Linked DNA regions of Callithrix jacchus: region 1 is linked to region 2. A link is a contact called in public Hi-C data. All regions are on one chromosome and are shown on one strand. Each heading gives the region's core, a stretch centred on a gene start, on an enhancer-like site or on the middle of the called end of the contact. The rest is flanking DNA. Distances are from core to core; before and after follow the strand shown. Region 1 overlaps WWOX (WW domain containing oxidoreductase). Region 2 overlaps WWOX (WW domain containing oxidoreductase).

Region 1 (3,453 bases), core at 165-2,664, 110 kb after region 2:
TTGAAACACTCTTTACTGTTGAAGCTTAAAGAAAATAAATCTCGAATGTCCTCTGTATTAATTCACCCCCTTGGAAAGTTAGAGATTAAAGGGTTTATTAGGATTTTTATATTTTCTATAGTTTCTATTTGTATTGGAGTAAACTATTCTTTGCATCGAGTGGGTTAGCTTTCATAAAACAGAAAGATTCCTATATTGAGAAGAAGGAAAAAAGTGTAATATCAGTGCATAAAACTTCCTCTAGCTTTCTTGTATTAGATGTAAAGAAGTTAGTAAATTACTTTAATTAAGTGTACTTTGAAGAAGGTAATCTCCTATTTCCACTAATGGTGGACTCTGTGGGCAGAGATGTGAATAGTTTTTGCTTTTATAAGAAAGGTCTTGTCTTTCCTCAGACGGCATTTTGAGCAAAATAAGGGGAAAAAAAGAGAAGTAGATGAGAAAAACGAATCACAATATTGAAGCAGGACCCGATTACTGTTGCCTTCCTCATATCTGCTATCTAGAATCGAGGTTGCTAATTAATGACCCAGGAGCTAAGTCTTATTTGATGAAATGCGAGATGTAATACACAGACTGCCTTTGAGTGATGTGTGATTATTACCATCCATTCATGTGTAATCCCGTATTTGGAAGGTTTGTAATTTGTTTTTGACACATTTCTCTCTGATTTTATACACTCATGCATATGGGTCTCGCCTTCCTCCAAAACCTTATTTCCCAAGCAGACTTTGTTTATTTGGTTTGGGTAATTCATTGGCCCCTATTCATTTTCCTTATACATAATCTGTTTTCTTACTGCTGCTTCTGTCTTCCAAACCAACGATAAAAAGAATGAAACCTCGGAACTAGAACGGAAAACTTCTGCTGAGAAAAGAAAGTCAAAGCCTTTGGGCTCCTGAAACATCCTGTGGAATTCGCCCGAGATGCCCCTCCGTTTGCACTGGTATATGGAGAATGTTTGAAAACCACCAGAACCCATTACGTGCTTTGGAACAATGGCAGTTTTCTGCCTGATGATGTAGATGGCCCTTGGAAAAGAAGCCGACCGACTTCCCAGGGGGCACCAGTGGGCAAAACTGCCTCCTGGGAGGTTCAAGGGAGGCCAAGTGTTTTCCAGTTCATTTCCAACGCATATTTCTTCAGGGCCAAGGGCGCAGCTGTGCCTCATTAGGTGTGAGAGTTTGGCTGTCACACCACTTAACAGAAAAAAAAGAGAAGTCCAACTAGGTAAATAGCCAACCTATGCCACAGGCTTTCGTGTCCTCTAATGAGCGTGCCATTTGCTCACTGGGAGGAGAAAAAATGACAGTCTGCAGCAGTCAACTTTTCCTGAAGAAAGGGAGGAGAAAAAATACATATTTTGCAGCCGAGACATAGGGGGTACCTGTTAACCTTAGGCTCAGCACTAGTGTCAGCCCTGGAAAGAGACTCCCGGTGAACAGCACTTTTTACCGTTTAATCAGCCTGTGCTTCTTCGTATTTATAGCCCTGGCGAGGTTGGCCCATTGTTACAAGATGAAATTGTGATGTTCAGCAGTTTATACCTTGGGAGCTGGAAGCGTTTCTCCATGGTGAATTTGTAATATTAATTGGCCATGTCAGTTCATGACAAATGTAGTGACATCTGTTTCAAGTATTTCAGTTTTATGGTGCTGAAGAAGTGACACACGCTCGAGATAAGTAATCTCGCAGAAGATCTTCACGCTCGCTGTGGAGCGCTTCCAGAACATGCTCTCAGAGGAGACGCACTTAGGCTCAGGGTTGAGCGGGCTGTCCCCTTCCTTTTGCTCAAGGCTCAGAGGGGAGCCGGAGGAAGGTGGGGAGGGTTGCACTCTCTGTCTTTCCCCTTTCAGTCTCAGAAGATTCCAGTTGAAGATCTGGCATGGACTTTCCTGCCCAAGAAGTGTGTTTGCGATGATCTTTTATGTGATTCTGGTACCTGCTGCTTGTAGGCTGTGCCTGTCAGCAGCAGAAATAAATATATTGCCTTTCTCACTGTGCGTGTGGCGCTCTACCAAGAGTGACTCTGCCCATCAAGGGGACAGTTTGTCTGGAAATATTTTGGTTATTATATCTTGGAGGAGAAGATGCTGCTGTTGGCATCTAGTGGGTAGGGGCAAGGAATGCTGCCAAACATCCTACAGTGCATAGGTGTGCCCCACAACAGAGAATTGTCTGGTCCCAAAAGCCGGTAGTGCTGAGGCTGAGAAGCCCTGCACTTGTGTGGACCATGCCCCTTTGTGCTTTTCAACCTTGAAGCACTAATAGGGCAGAGAAGAATGCCAGTGATGTGTTGACGGGTCCACAAGAGGTTGATAGGGGGTGCCTGAGTTCCTACCACGTGGAAGGTGGTGTAGGCAAAGAGAAGGATGCATAGGCAAGTTGGATGGTGAAAGGCAGGGGCCACTGAGTGATGTGGTAGGAAACATGCACAGTGCTCAGAGCCCCTGGGTGGTGCAGAGTCTTGGGAAGCAAGAGGATGGGGCCATCGTTTCACTTTCCAGCCTGGGTTTCCCAAAGGAGAGGATGTTAGAGTTCAGCGGCAAAGATATGGGGGAAGGATGTTTGAGCCCAGTGGAGTGGCCTCGTATGTCAAGTGATTTTCACGTGGCTGGCATGATGGCAGAGTTTCCAAAACAGCAACACAACAAAATAGCCATTTACATGTCGAGATCACATGCACAGAATCCATATGTCTAAGGTGGGGAAGTTGCTATTATTCCTGTTTTGTAGATGAGGAAACAGAGGCCCAGATGGAGTAAGTGACTGCTGAAGTACCCATGATTTGTCTGTAGAAAGGAAGAGACCAAAGGTGGTATCAACATTATTTTTCCTTCTCTGTTAAGTGGGCCAAGCCATTTTTTGGTGGTCATTCCCAATATGTAATTTCTGATACACATATATGTATTATCTCTTTAAAAATTAAAATAATACAAGCCAGCCAAAAAAAGAAAATGGAATTCTTCAAGAAACTGATTTTTTTTCACTGTGTTACTAAATCCTTCAACAGCATAATTTTAAATAGCTGCCCAGTCTCCTAATGGATGGGGAGTCACAATTTACTTAACCAATCCCCATTGTTGGACATGCAGGTTATTTACAGCTTTTCTCTGTTGTAAGTGGAATTGCAGTGAGTGTCTTTGTGGCACACGCCCCCCGTGAGTGATTCCTTGGTGTGCTTGGAAGTGCTGCTTCCGAGAGCAAGATTATCTGTCGGTATTGAGATTAATCGCTAAACTGCGTTCTTGAAATATTGAGAGGCTACCACTTTCCACTGTCTACACTATGAATAAATAACGTTTTTCTCAAGCTGAGTAGTGAGAGAAAGGTAGAATCGCATTTAACTGTGCACTTTCTTGATTATCAGCAAAGTTAAACATTTTTTTTTTTACAGATGTGTTAACAGTTTCTTTCTTTTGCAAATGATCTCTTCATGTTCTGTGACTGATT
Region 2 (3,361 bases), core at 554-3,053:
TGTCTTATATGGATAGTGCTCTAAAATTGATGAAGATTCCGTTCTTGTCATATTGAATTCTCACCGCAGTGCTTACAGCTGTCTTGTGATGGTGTCAAAAGGGAAGTGCAAAGAGGTGAGGTGATGTACTGGGACCATACAGCTTTCTGTGGAGTAGGTGCCTGCACGGTAGAGCAGAGGGTAATTGACTCCATGCCTGGGGCCCCTTCCTCTGTACATGCCGCCATCTTGCTGGGAGGAATAACAGCACACAGTCCAGTAGGAGCTGTTTCGAGCAGCTTATTCACTTTCGTTAATCTTGAGTTTGGAAAAAATGGCTTTATTTAAACCCGTGAAGGCTCCTTTGTGTGCGGCCAGTGCTGGGAGTGGCATCTACGGGGAGGACCACGGCCGATGTGTTTTCTGGACTCCATGTTGATCCTGGATTCGGAAGCTGAAGCTTGACGCGGGCACAGTAGCTCACGCCTGTAAACCCAGCCTTTTGGGAGACTGAGGCAGGAGGATTGCTTGAGCTTAGGAGTTTGAGACCAGACTGGGCAACATAGCAAGACCCCATCTCTACCAAAAAACATTTTTTTTTTTATTAAACTGAAGCTTCCTTTACCAAAACCCCTTTGGTGTTATGATTACAAAATAAGTATTGAGGAATAAATCTTGGGGAACGGGAGGTAGCATTTGTCAAGCTCTTATATAATGCCAGGTGTTACTCTAGATTAGCTTGATAGGCCTTCTCATTTAATATAATAATTATTTTAAAGATTATTGTGATTGACTTGCATTATGGAAAATTTAGAAAATGAAAATAAAATAAGACTAAAAGATTAAAAAAAACAATTTTTACCAATTAGAAGTGTACTATTAATTAGCATATATGATTCTAAGCATGTTTTCCCTGCTTTTGTGATTTTTCCATTTAGCTATAAATTGTGAGTATCTTTCTGTGTTGCTAAATACGCTACATCTTAAATGGCTGCGTAGTATTCCGTTATGTGGTTCCAGCTCTTCTCCCAGTATGGTACATTTGGGTGGATTCCAGCTTTTTAATAGCTACGGAATGGAGAAGCACATTTTGTAATTAAAGGTTTGTACCCATCCGTGACTCTACTATAGTTTTATTTTGTGGAAGTGGAATCGCTGAATCCAGTGATTTGCTCCCAAACCTTAGTATCTTGATTCGTTTTGTCAGACTGCCCTGGAAGGTTGTACTGATTTGAATGCTCCTTTGCCCAGCGTCCTTGCCAAACTTGAGATTTAGAATTTTTTAAAAGTATCACTTACAGTTACATATCTCTGATGATTAGCAAGATTGATAAGCTTTTTTTTTTTTTTGCCAATCAATGAGAGCTTGTAAGGTTGCTCAGGTTGGCCTTGAACTCATGGCCTCGCCTCCGCAAGCGCCACAACATCTGGCCGGAGCCACTGCGGACCCCGATAAGCTTTTTTATGTCTCGCTTTTTATTAACGAATTGCCTTTTCATCTTATGCATGACTATTGGGTATGTATTGATTGCTAATTGATTGCTTGCCTCCTACTATAATTTAATTTTCAAAATATCTGTTAGAAGTTAATTTATAAAGTGTCTATTACTTTAAGTACCTATTCAATCCTGTGATCAAGAGGAAATTCACTAAAAAAGAGATTGGCCTAACTCTTCAGTTTCCTTCACAAAAATCTTTTAAGCACACATTTTATCTATTATGCCAGCCACAACTCACATCAGAGGCAGTGTTGCTCTGGTACCCCCATTTAAGGAGGGAATACCCCAGAAAACTTAAACTTGGCCAGCTTTGCAAAGGTGATGGGGTCCCAAGATGACACAGTAGGCGAGATTTGATTATTTTGGTTTTGCAAATTTCCCTTAGATCTTCCATTAATGATAGTAACATCGCTTCAGAACTTTTCTGTGCATTCTCTCATTTGATGAGCCTGCTCTCGTGTGGAGAAGTTGAACCGTTGCTGAAAATAGCTTTGCTGACAGTTACGGCAAGTTGATCAGTAGCAGGATTCTATCTGGGAAGATGTAGGGGAGGAATACTGACTCTGGAAGCCGACGTGACCTAGTTTCAAAACCTGGGATAACCACTTCCTATCTGAATGGCCCGCACAAGTTACTTCCTTCTCAGAACTCCTGTTCCGCCTCTATGCAACATGGACACTCCTGCTTTGCAAAGTTGTTAAAGATGGGAACTCCAAAGTGCCCAGGGAATTGTCTGCTCATCATTGCTGGCGTTTAATAATGTGTAGCCATTTCTGGAATGGGAGGCAAGAGGATCGAGTTACCACTGAAATTAGTTTGGTATTTTCCTAGCTTCCTGGTTCCCAGATCCTCAAGAGGCTGCCATAATCTCTGCAAATTTGTCCTAAAATGACCTTTCTAAATAACTGTTTTAGACATTGACTTGTCTTTGCTATGAAAGAAAACATTTTAGGTATTTTTTTTGGTTGGAAGTCAGTTAATAGCTTCATCCAGAAATAAAGAATCAAATGGAAAACAAAACAAACAACATGCCCAGAAAAGGAACAAAAAAAGATATATTAAATTTGCAGGAAAAAGGGGAGGAAAATGATTATTCTTTAAAACTTACTGTTACACCATGCATCACGGTAACATTGTTACTGAGAGTTCTGCATTAGCACGCTTGTTCACTCAAGTTGGTGACAGTTTATCGGCCTGCCTGGCGTACTAAGTATAAATGTTCAGCTTTGCTGTCCCACTTTCTTGATCATATCCAAGAATGTGTCAGTGTTTGAATACGGTTTTATTGACACTTAGAAAGGTAGGGCAGTTTTATTGGAGTCTACTGGACGTGCTAGGAAGAGAGCTGTAATTTGACACAGATGGTTCTTCACTTACGTAACTTAGGCAAGTCCCTTAACCATTTTGAGCCTGACTGTCCTCATTTGTAAAATCAAGAGAATAATAATTTATCTGTCACATACTGTTTTGTACAGATCAAATAAAACAATATGTGAAATGCCGTAATGAAGAATTCAAATACTGTATGACTATAAGGTTGCCGCCGGTTGGGGAAAAATCACAGGTATAGAAGAAAGAGTCCTAAAGGGAAGATGAGAGTTGGAAGAAGATGGAGGAAGAGAGTCATTTAATTCCATAATGGAAGGAATAAAATAAGAACTCTTGACTTTTTTCTTGTTAGGATATGAGGAGAGGTTCCTGCAAGTATCTTCTTAAGGATTTACAAAGTGAACCAGATGTCAGGTGACAGGGTAGCACGCTATGCAATTGATTGCTTAGCGATGACTGAAATTTTAATGGATGCTATCCCACTTAAAGCTGGCAGGCTCTGACTCTAGCCAGATATTCAGGAGCACAAACTTGATACAGTAAGAAGGGAATCT

The links. A called contact is a pair of places that touch in the nucleus more often than the background predicts.
Region 1: a Hi-C map of skeletal muscle shows a contact between it and region 2, with 4 times the contacts expected there. The contact joins two enhancer-like sites. A contact is called at or near these places in 3 of 3 Hi-C or Micro-C datasets (induced pluripotent stem cells and skeletal muscle).

Annotation. Positions count from the first base shown.
Region 1 is chr20:35,730,802-35,734,254 of calJac240_pri, forward strand. All of the region lies in intron 5 of WWOX (WW domain containing oxidoreductase), which reads left to right. Among named protein-coding and RNA genes, the nearest start is that of WWOX, 130 kb to the left of the region's middle. Within about 2 kb of position 1,415, at least 1 of the 16 cell types and tissues checked has an H3K27ac peak or open chromatin away from gene starts, as enhancers often do. A contact at or near this core is called in skeletal muscle, where this site is marked.
Region 2 is chr20:35,622,753-35,626,113 of calJac240_pri, forward strand. The region is part of intron 4 of WWOX (WW domain containing oxidoreductase); the gene reads left to right. Among named protein-coding and RNA genes, the nearest start is that of WWOX, 23 kb to the left of the region's middle. Within about 2 kb of position 1,804, at least 1 of the 16 cell types and tissues checked has an H3K27ac peak or open chromatin away from gene starts, as enhancers often do. A contact at or near this core is called in skeletal muscle, where this site is marked.